2 separate regions of the Gossypium hirsutum genome follow, and region 2 is linked to region 1. Evidence: chromatin contacts called from public Hi-C data. All regions are on one chromosome and are shown on one strand. Each heading gives the region's core, a stretch centred on a gene start, on an enhancer-like site or on the middle of the called end of the contact. The rest is flanking DNA. Distances are from core to core; before and after follow the strand shown. Region 1 holds the start of LOC107953440 (glutaredoxin-C1). Region 2 overlaps LOC121216387 (a long non-coding RNA gene).

Region 1 (6,121 bases), core at 1,277-3,776:
ATGTTAAAAATTAATTTACTAGATTTTAACAAGTGGTGAAATCATGATTTTGCTAAAAGAAATGTTGTAATGGTGAGAAAAGTGTCATTGTGACACCACTTATCTATGTCAAAATGTCAGACCAGGTAAGAGATGTTATAGTTCAACTAGTCTATATTGATTTACGGGTCAATTAGTTTAACCCCTATCTTCGGATCGATACCCGGCTAGTTCTTGGTCCAATCAATCCGACTGATTGATCCGATTTTGAAAACACTGGTTTAGATTGATGAAAAATTATTTTCTGATCCTATTAAGTCGAGCAAGTAAGTGGCAAATTTCAAAAATATAATTAATTCTCAACATCTCGACCTCGAGAGGGAAAATTTCGAGCATTGTTAGCATTATCAAATATTATAAAAGAAGAAAAAAGAATAGAAAAAAGAGAGAGAGGAGTAATGTAAAAGAAAATAAAAGAAAAATAATAATCTTTTTTTAAATTTATATGACGTGGAAGTTTATTATTGGTTGAAATTTTTGTAACGAATATAACATTTTGATTTAAAATAGGTAATAGAAGAATAGTTTAGATACTAATTTGTGAGTTAATTTTTTTCAAAAAAAATAGACTTACTAAAACAAATTTAAAATAGGTAATAGAAGAATAGGTTAAGCATTGTTTTTGGAAAGTTTAATCTTAGCAGGTAAAAATGGGTTTAAAGGCGATTTGGTTGAGTTGGGGCAGAACAGAATGGGTTTCCAAGCGTTGGGCTGTTTGTTGGGTGGTTTTGCATTTGCATGCAGGCCTTAACTAATTATTGGATTGTTTTGTTCTGTGTAAATATTGAAGGCAGAAATGTTTGGGGTGATTCATTTAGACCTGGACTACTGCTACATATATGTAATACATGAATGGAGGTCAACATGATCTAAAGTTGCGTGAATCATCATCAATATATGACTGTCCCTTTCTACCTTATCATCCGATGTCCTATATATATGAGAAGCATTCATTCACTCGGGTCCAAAATACCATAACTTTTGCACTATCAAGAAGCTCACTGGAACTGCAAGTTAGTCTTGGAAATTCCAAGTAGATTACAATGAATTAAGTAAATATTTATGGGAAAAAGAATCAAATCATGAATCTCAAACCCATAACAAGAAGAATAACTATATGCCTTTTATATTTATGCTAAGAGAGCCCATGGTCATGGCGATGGAAAGATTCCTCGGCCACTCCCAAAAGTCAAAACTTCCAATAGCTCCTCATTCCTATCCATTTCCCCAGCACCATATTCATAAGATTCCATCACTAGCAACTCACCGGCCTCTCTCTCTCGAATACATATTAATCTTTCCAACCCCACAAAATCATACACGTCATCATAATCCACTCTCACCACACGTGTTGATCCCAATAAGAAATCAATGGTTGTTCGGACATTGACCCCCTCTTCCTTCCTAGCTAGTCACTAATCGTCAAATCCTTTGTTTTTACTGTTTTTATGGCTGTTCAGGAACTGAGTTCTTGTCTAGGCCCCTCCAATTTCATTGTTTGGTCAAAAAAAAAAAGCGCAAACTAAAGAAACAAACAAAATAAAAAATGAAGCGGAAACTCATTGAAAATAACTATTTTAATTTGTTTCCTTTGTACAGAGGAGGGAACCATCAGCCATTACATTTCACACTTGAGATCAAAGACTAGTTAAAACTTGAAACAAAGGGCACACCAAAAAGACCCACTTGTGAGTAAAACACCAATAAGAAGGAAAAAAAAAGAAGGAAAAGCTTGAGAGACTAAAGACATATCAGCTACTGCTGTATTCCAAAATGGAGTAGACTCCAAAACTATCACTCCTCTTCCTCTGCCATGCTTTTCTATATCAGTTTTTTTTTTAAATGAGGAATGCCAAAGATCATCAAAGCCAGAGAGCACCAGCTTGTTTGAGAAGAGGAACAAGAGTGCCGTTGATATGGGAAGCCATGACTCTATCCATTGTACCCACAAGTTTCCCACCAATAAACACAACAGGAACAGCAGGAGAACTTCCAAGCAACCTCATCAAAGCCTTCTCCATGTCTTTCCCTCGAGGGTCTTGATCAAGCTCATACACAGTTGGGTTTACTCCCATCCCACAAAACAGCCTCTTAATGGCATGGCACATGCAACAACTGCTAATACTAAATATAACCACCGCATTCTCCGAAGCCAACCTCTCTATCCTCTCCAATGGATCCCCAACTGTAGTCCTGGTGGTCGGCACGTAAGAACCCCATGAACCCGTCTGGCAATGCATTTTTTTTAGTAAATGCTAATAAGGTGACTGCTTCTGCAGCAAGAAACTAATAGAGGGGGGAAAAAAAGAAAGAAGATTTGGGATTTTGGCTGAGGTCAGGGAGTGAGATCAAATAGTGAAGCTTGCTGCTGGTGAGAAATGATGAAGGTTTGAGTTGGTATTTATAGAGAAGGGAATGCAAAATATGGGCAAGTTTTTTGGGGGAATCATCAATGTTTTATTGTTATTTTAATGTGAATATAAAGGAAAGTAAACAAAGTTGGTCTCTTGAGTCTTTTGCAGTCCTCACTCCAGTCCAGTTCAATATTTGGAGAGAGAGATGGTTGTAAAAAGAGCTGTTTATGTTGTCCTTTTCCTTTTCCTTAAAAAAAAAGGTCTTTTCATGGGTTTAAGCAATAATAATCAGTTAAATATATAATCTGAGTTCTGTGAACTAATTGAGAATTTTTGCTCTCATTTAGAAATTCAACTAAATAATTACTAGGGTGTGAGACTAAAAAAAGTGATCTTTTCACTCATTTTCATCTAATTGGCTATATGATATATGTTAACTCATATTATTAGTTAAGCACTGATGATTGCGATGGATATTTTAGTTTCCAACTTTTATATATAATCATGAGGTAATGCTTTCATCAAAAAGTTATTCTTAGTTAATATGTTAATGTTTTTTTAATGAATTTAATTCTCTTTCGATCTTTTATTTTTGTATATATACCTACTTATCCTTTAATTATATATTATAATAATTATGTTAGTTTATTTTTTTTATTAATTAATATGATGATCTAGTGGTGAGGTCGAATATGAACATTCTCAGGGGCTCTCTAGAGGGAAAAAATAAACAGAAGAGAATTAGAATATTGCAAATATTTGTTACATATGGGACACATAATTAATATTATCTGTTTAGCATCTTAGATTATAAATTTAGCTTCCAATAAGGAAGAATTTGATCTTTATTCCTTTTAGACTTTCAATAAAATTAATATCATGGATAATAATTTTATTTATTTAATAGGGTAGACTGGAATTATAAAGATTATTTGAAAAGGTAAATATAAAAAGAGCGAAACATGATAGTCATAAATAACTTACCAATCACTCTTTGTCAACCACGATTGGCTTTGTCTAAATTTTATCCCTCCTAAATTATTTGATCAATTTAAAATCTTTTTTCCACAAGTACGGAAGCACATGCAATGTTGCTTCCATGGCTCACATGCAGCACGCACGCATGCCTTGGACTATACATGCAGCCTTGTCTAACATTTATGCAACAATACCTGCATCTTTATTTTTTTATTTTATTTTTCATGATTATGAAGTTAACTAAAATTAAAGTGGTGAAAACAAAAGAAAGCACAAACTTTGTAGGTTAAAATGAAAGAGACAGAGATGCTGAGGGTTAAAAAAAGGTTTGGGTGGGAAGCCAATGGGGCATGGCATGGGTTTTGGTATTTGCAAGCTAAGGAGTGTGTTAATGCTGTTGGTGAGAATAATAAATTAAAGAAAACGGTATTCTTGGATTGTGCTTGTCGACTTCTTTTTCAACTCCTACACCTTTCTTTTTGTGGATTTTGCCAATGAATAAATTATTAAAATCGTATTTAACCAATACTATTCCTACTCATGAACAATATTGATATATCTTTATTGAGATTATTGTGTTATGTTAATTTGTATCTTTCTTTTTTATTTTCAAAAAAGAGGGGGATGCATGGTGGTGGCTCAAAAACTACTGTGTACTGCTATGATCTGATAGAGATGATTTGATGAGTCAACTTTGAAGCTTTTGGAGATTAAAAAAAAGGCATCCATGCTTTAGATTTTTGAAGTGGATGGATGTACCTCGACTGAATATGTAGATATAGTCTAAAGTCTTAAAAAAGATTGAAAGATTGAAATGCCATAACATTCATGTAGCTGTCGCTCTCTGCTCTCCCTATGCCTATGCCTATGCCTATGCCACTAAAATAGAAGTTATGCTTTTCCCTTCTTTCTTCAACCCTAAACCCTATTTTCAGATAAACATATCTTAATGGTCAAAGTAAGCACACCAGCTTGGTCAGGATTGATGATGAATCATAGCCGTTTGATAGCTGAACAAAAGCTGATCAAATGGTGGGGGCTTTCATACACATATATATATATATTACACTTGGGTTTAGCCTAGCTGCTGACAGCATTAATATGTAGCAGAAGCTATTGCTTTAGAATGAAAATAGAAATGGGGCGTGATGTTTTGTCAGCTTTTTCTAATTTTGTGTCCAATTCTACGTTTTATCCCTTTGCTTTTCCTTTTTTTTTCCCCCTTTTCTAGTGAAACAATGCCCAAGTACACATTTCAACTGTCCATTGAAATAAACAGTATTTAGGAACAATCATTCCCTAAGCTTCATCTCATACTCATACTTGTATATAATATATATACTAGTTCCATATTTATTGTTTTATAATGTATATTATTTAGATAAAGTAATTGCATTATTAATTTTAAAATTAATATTCTTTTACAATATAGTCAATAAAAATTAAAAAGAATTTTTTTAAATGAAAAAGTTATAAGGATTAAAATAGTAAATTAAAAGTTGAATTTTTTAATAAATTAAAGTATGTAAGAAAGTGAGGACTAATCTAGCAATTTCAAAAGACAGAGTAGCTTATCTGAAAACAGCCTCTATCCTTTAAATAGCAAGCATTTTCTCTTTATTTTTCTGACTGGAGTCACTTTTTTCTTTTTTTATCACCGTCGTGATCTAGTGCCGAAAACTTATAGTTCTCTAGATTTCGACAAAAAAACTCAAAAGTCACCGAAAAGGTTTTTAGTAAAATTTCTGTTTGTATCTTTTTTATTTGAAGATCTCCATTTTGTAACAGGTATATTTCTTTTCAACTTCAAGACTGCTGAAAAACATGGAACTAGTTTTAAGCGTTAGGAAAATGCTACTTTCCCTGGAATTCTGTAATGACAATTTTCATCTTTTCATATCGGTAATTTATTGAATGATGTAAACAGGCTAACCTATTAATTTACAAGATATTTAGCTCATTTATAAAAATTATATTGCTTGGAAAACTCATATTGAACATTGGATCGAAACCAAATCATCAGGAGCGAAGTCAGAAAAACTTTTTAGAAGGGGTAAAATTAAATTGTATTTTTTACGATAATAAAATTGCAATTTCATCATTTTAATATCTTATATCTTTATCATTTTTAAAGGATTAAATCAAATTCTTATCATTTTTAGGGGAGCCAAAGTGCAATTTTATCCTTACTAATTTAAAATTTTAAAAATTTTAAAGGGCCTAAATGAAAAATTTTCCATTTTAGGGGGTCGGGCCCCCTGTCAGCCCCCTAATTACGCCCCTGCAAGTCACCCAAGTCGATCCCTTAACTGTGGACATTTGGATTAGATTGAAACTTTGTGAGATTAGTTGCCAAGAGTTTACGTTTGATTTATTCTCTATTATTATATTGTAAACAATTTATTGTATTACTATTTTAATAAGATTGTTATAGATCTTCTTATGTTAGCGAGTCTCGAAATATTCTTTATAAATTGAAAGACTTGTATACATTATTGTACCGAGAATTGAGAGCACTAAATATGTTCAAGTAAGGAAATTTTCTATAAGTGCATAGTAATAGGAAAACCTTTCATGTTGTGGTTTTACTTGTTGAATTCAAAAGGGTGAATTTAGTGGTGAGAGTATTGATCTTCAAAGTTCAAAAGTGAGGAGAATTGTCATAGGGTGTGTGATAGATTAGATTCACTTATTGCATTATTGAAGAGAATGGATATTTCTCATTGAGTTAGGCTCCGCAAACGGAGAGA
Region 2 (6,121 bases), core at 1,116-3,615, 120 kb before region 1:
TTTTCAATGAAGATGCAAGATGGATTTGGGAAAAGAGTGTAAGTGATGTTAAATTTGAAATTGCAAATAAAGATGAAGCTCTACAAACTGAAGTATTACAACCTCCTTCTCCAAATCTTTCATCTCCTCTAACTTCATCAAACGTATCTTCAAGCAGTAAAAGTTCATTTGATGATGAAACTCCTCTAAGGAAATACAGATCTTTGGCTAAAATTTATGCAACGATGCAAGCCTTGTTTGTCGTTGATCCTACAACTTTTGAAGTGGTAGTAGGCAAAGAAGAGTGGCGAAATGCAATGAAAGAAGAAATTGCAGCAAGACAACGCAATAAGACATGGGAGCTTGTAGATCTTTCTAAAGACAGAAAAGTAATTGGAGTCAAATGGGTCTTTCGAACCAAGTTCCAAGCAAATCGCAACATTAAAAAACACAAAGCACGACTGGTAGTGAAAGGGTATTCACAACAACCAAGAATAGATTTTGATGGCACTTTCTCTCTAGTTGCACGGTTTGAAACTATTAGAATTGTATTGGCTTTGGCGGTACATTTGAAAAATGTTGTGTATCAGTTTAATGTTAAGTCAGCATTTTTGAATGGGGACTTACAAAAGGAGGTTTATGTTGCTCAGCATGAGGGATTCGTAGTCAAAGGCAAAGAGGAGAAAATGTACAAGTTGCGAAAAGCTCTCTATGGACTGAAGCAGGCCCCGCGTGTAAGGTACAACAAAATTGATACATACTTTTTCAAAAGTGGCTTTGAGAGAAGCAAGTATGAGCCCAATCTTTATTTTAAACAACAGGGTGCTCACGACTTTCTCATTATTTGTCTTTATTTTGATGATATGATCTACATGAGTTCCTTCTATCTTATAAATGAATTTAAAGCTTGTATGGAAAAGAAATTTGAAATGACAGATCTTGGAGTGCTGCAATACTTTCTTGGGCTTGAGGTGAAGCAAGTCAAAGATGGCGTCTTTGTGTAACAGAAGAAATATGCTATTGATTTGCTCAAAAAATTCAACATGTTGGGTTGTAAAATTACAATGACACCAATGAATTTGAATAAGAAGTTGAAGAATGATGATGGTACTGAAGCAACAGATGCATGGAGTTTTAGAAGTCTAGTTGGTGGCTTGATTTACTTGACTAATATGCGGCCTAATACCTCTTTTGCTGTTGGAGTTGTTTCCAAGTTCATGCATTATCCATCAAGACATCATTTTGGAGCTGTAAAAAGGATCTTACGATATATTGCTAGAACTCTTAATTTTAGACTATGGTATGATAATGTTACAGAGTTCAAATTGAGTGGTTATACAGATAGTGATTGGGTTGGGTGCTTGGAGGACAGAAGAAGCTCATCTAGTTATGTCTTTGGTTTTTGGTCTGCTGCTATTTGCTGGAGTTCTAAAAAACAAGCTTAACAACTTTATTTTCATCAGAAGCTAAATATACAGCTGCAACTTCATCAGCTTGTCAAGCCCTGTGGTTAAGAAGGATCCTAATAAATGTCAATAAAAAATATAAGGAAGCAATTGTAATCTACGGTGACAATCAAGCAGTGATTTCCATGTCCAAAAATCCATCCTCCCATGGAAGAACCAAGCATATAGATATTCGGGTGCATTTCATTCGTAATCTTGTGTCAGATGAATTGATTGTTCTGAAATACTGCAACACGAATGAACAAGTGGCAGATATTCTAAAAAAGTCCTTCCCTAAAGATAAACATGTTTATTTCAAGCTCCAGCTTGGTGTTTGCAATTTTGAATCAAGAGGAGTATTGGAGAATGATTCAAAGTCAGTTATTGATTACCTAAATCTTAGCTTTGACTGAGTTGTGCTTGTTTTGTTTTTCCATTAATTATCTACTTTCTATTGTAATCGTGCTAAGATTATTGTTGCACCTTTTATGTTAGTTTGTTATGGTGTAAAGCCTATTTATAGCCCTATCGTTTGTTTCATTGGGTAGTGGAATAATATAACAATTTCAGTCAAATAAATCATCACTTTTTCTTGTGTGACTCTGAGTCTCTTCTTTTTGGTTTGTTACCTGAATTAAATTCAAGTCTATTGTAGACTTATCTGTGTTCACTAGTTGTTTGTTACAAGTCTTGTGTAACTATTTCTTAGTTATTGACAATTATCCCCAACACCTATATCATGAATAATATTTTGATGGAATATGAAATTTGTTCGGGACAATGCATAAATTCTGATAAATCCCTTATTTTCTTTAGCAAAAACGTCCAGGAGCAAGTAAGGCTCTTAATCTCTCATATTTTGAATGTACATTATACATCAGACCCAAAAAAGTATTTATACATCAAACCCAAAAAAGTATCTTGGGCTTCCAAGTATGGTGGGACAACAGAAAAGTTGGCTTTCCAACATTTGAAAGACATGATGTGTATTCGTATTAACATTTGGTGTATTAAACCCCACTCTTAAGGAGGCAAAAAGGTGCTTATTAAAGGCATTTTACAAGTCATCCCTACGTATTTGATGTCATACTTTTATTGCCTAGTTCTTTTTATGCTGAAATGGAAAGTATCATTGGTAGATTTTGGTGGCAGAAGCATAAAGGAAAACAAGGGATTCATTAGTGCCAGTGGCAAAAATTATACGAACTTAAGGAAAAAGGTAGATTGAGGTTTAGGTGCCTAGCGAAATTCAACTTGGCTCTTCTTGCTAAGTAGGGCTATATGTTGCATGTTTATCCAGACTCTTTATTGGTACCCACGCTAAAAGAAAAATATTACCCGATGTCTACCTTTTTAGATTCGATTTTAGGAAATTACCCATCATATACCTAGATGAGCATCTAGGCCATGAAGGGATTTCTTCAGTCAAGAATGTGTTGGCGAGTGGGAACAGGAACAAACATATCTATCTGGAATGATGCTTGGATGTAACACCCCTCATTTGTCTCCATCACAAGATTAGGGTTACGAGATGTTACGACAATTAACAAGTCAAAAATATTTAATTTCAACTCAAAATTCAATTTAAACAATCATTAATATATAAACATTCGATAATCATGCTAATCATACAAAAACGAGACTTAAATCTAGCCAATGAAACTCTATAATCAATTCAAAAACAAGCATGGACTAATTCGAAACAAATAGAAAAGTAAGGTAAAAATAGAAAACAAGGGTCACAAGATCATGTGGCCAGACCGTATAACAGGTTTAGGCCGTGTGGCACTATTGGACATGGTCGTGTTGATCAACCGTGTGCAAGGACCAAAACCATGTAGGTGAAGTCACATGGTCGTGTCTTTTGACCATGTAACAAACTATGGTTGTGTGTGCTAATTGATAACTAAATCACACAGACCACACAGTCGTGCCATATACCCGTGTATGGCACACAATCATGTGTCAAGCCGTGTTTCAACTTGTTTGAACATAAATTTACCCTCCAATACAAGTCATACCATATCATGCTTACTTAGACCACAAGTATGCCATTAATCAATCATTCAACCTGTTCAAATCACACAAAAAACATATCAAAACATGCCATTTACCTAATTCTAACCAATATGCCATAAGGCACCATCACAAACAACATTCAAGTCTAACATTCAACTACAATTTCTACCAAATTCAAACTTAATTAAATAAGGCCATATAAGGTGACAATATGTTGTAATCCAATCACCAATTAACATTCCTTGCCAAGGCATATGCATCACATATTAGTTATCAAAAATAAAACCATACATATATACTAATTCGTAGCATCAAAAACAACTCCAACCAAAGTATTACCTATTCAAACATTATCTATTACATTTGATTCATCTATATGCATTTCATTCCATCATATTTATATACTCCATCACATATCAAGCAAATATCACATTCAAATCTCTAAACCAAGCTATGATCCACCACATCATTTACCACAAACACTCAACTTATATATATAAATACAAAATATGCCACTTATAAAGAATACTTATAAACAAATACAATATACTCCTATTACATGCCACATATCTTAAAATAAATGTTTCAAAGTCTACTGAAAGATAGTTGGATAATGTGATCTTCAACTTGATCCGATTACCCGGTTTCACAAAATAATATCTACAAGAAAACAGGAAAAATGACATGAGTAAGCTTCAATGAGCTTAGTAAGTTCATAGCTTAAAACTATATAACTTACCTTGAAAACATAGTTTAATAACTAAAAAACTCATTAACTAACATTAACCCTGTCAACCACAAGCATTCAATAGGTGAGTTTCATATATACGAGTCATTTAATCATCTCATTTATATGATATCAATCATTATCAACTCATGATATAATATCGAAAATCATGAAAATTTATACAAGTCATCCACAAGGCATCATAACCAAATGTCAAATATATATCATCAACATGTCATTTAACTATTGAAATTCAGACCGATGAACGGATGAATATAGATATGGATACGTAGTTATCCACCCAGGACATGCCAAAATGCTCAACCAAGCCAATCCAACCAAGAACACGTTTGGGCACCAAGTGCCAAGCTCGTAGGCTTTACATTCGCCTCCAATAACACACTAGAATCACTGTAAATATAACTCGATAATCCGCAACAAATGTCGGACTCCGATATATTCAGTGTACAATAACAAGTCATGAATCATCATCTCATCAAAATTCAATCTCATTCAGTACACAAAATAATTTATTGGCATGCCAATTGTATCCTATCCTATGTTCATTTGGGCTCAATACATGTAACCGTATAACAATTTACATTTCAATCCATTTTCTCACCAATTCAATCATAACATTTTAGTTTATAACCCATGTCATCATATTAAAAAATTTCAATAATGATATTACAAAAATACACAAAATAATACCGTATGAACTTACCAGGGCTAAACAACAAATATGGCAATATTAGGGACTAATCAATAATTTTCTCTTTTCCACGATTATCTACTGGTTCTTGATATATACAGTAATTTTATTTCAACTATCAGTCCCAAATACTTTTTAACAATTCATTTGATGCATATGACTTCTTATTGACATTTTACACAATTACCCTAAACTTTTGCATTTTATTCAATTAATTCCCTAAAACCAAAACAAGCTTATTTTCACAATTTAATCCCTAACCTACAGTGTCAAATTCTTAACCATCCCTAAAGAACCATCAAATTCTAAAATTTTACAAGAATACCCAACAAATTTTAATATTTAATCATTTTAGTCCCTAAACTCAAAACTATTCAAAATAACTTTATAAATTAGTCCTAATTCATCATCAAACTTCAAGCTAAAGCATTAACATCTAAAAAGCTTCAAGAACATCAATGAAATGTTTTAAAAACACTGACAATTTCACAAAATAGTCCATGGGCTAGATGGGTTAAGCTACAATGATCTCAAAAACATAAAATGAGTGAAAATGGACTTACATGCATGAAAAAAATACAAGGCTGAAGCTCTCAAGATTTAAAATTGGTGTTTCCATTTGCAAAATAAAAGAATGAAGAAGATGAATGCTTTTCCCTTTTTGTTTTATTATTATTAAACTTTTAACATTAGTTTAATATAAAATTTTAATCACAAAACTAAATTAATCAAGTCTAAAATTGGTCACTAACAATAAGAATGGCTAAATTGTCATTTAAATCCAAGCAATAATGTTTTCCCATCCATTTGGCCTATAAAAAATAATAGCAATTAGCATTTTCAACTTTTACAATTTAGTCATTTTTCTTTAATTAACTAATCAAACATCAAAATTTCTAGACCAAATTTTAACATGACACTAATAACCTCATAAATATTAAATAATTAATATTTATAGACTCACACATCAGAGTTGTGGTCTCAAAACCACTATTTTTAATACCATTGGAAAACGAGATGTTACATTGGGTCCTCAGTTTTGTAGATTACAAAATTCGTAAATTTGATAACAATCTTTCGTTAACAATTGTGTCTGAATTGATAGAGCCTACATTGAGACAGTAGAGGGAGGAACATATTACTAATATATTTTTGAATGAAGATGCAAAACGTATTTTATGCATTCCCCTTCTTGGCACCCATATGAGGATAGGTTGGTTTGGCGAGGTGAAGCAACTG

The links. A called contact is a pair of places that touch in the nucleus more often than the background predicts.
Region 2: a contact with region 1 is called in a Hi-C map of leaf, with 2.9 times the contacts expected there. The contact joins the enhancer-like site here to the promoter of LOC107953440 in region 1. A contact is called at or near these places in 3 of 34 Hi-C or Micro-C datasets (all in leaf).

Annotation. Positions count from the first base shown.
Region 1 is chrD04:15,477,305-15,483,425 of Gossypium_hirsutum_v2.1, reverse strand. LOC107953440 (glutaredoxin-C1) reads right to left here and starts at 2,526. Exons shown (of 1, transcript XM_016888751.2): 1 at 1,602-2,526. The coding sequence starts at 2,279. The coding sequence ends at 1,902.
Region 2 is chrD04:15,593,460-15,599,580 of Gossypium_hirsutum_v2.1, reverse strand. LOC121216387 (a long non-coding RNA gene) reads right to left here. Exons shown (of 2, transcript XR_005912573.1): 2 at 3,075-4,103. Among protein-coding and RNA genes, the nearest start is that of LOC121216387, 4.4 kb to the right of the region's middle. Within about 2 kb of position 2,365, at least 1 of the 9 cell types and tissues checked has an H3K27ac peak or open chromatin away from gene starts, as enhancers often do. A contact at or near this core is called in leaf, where this site is marked.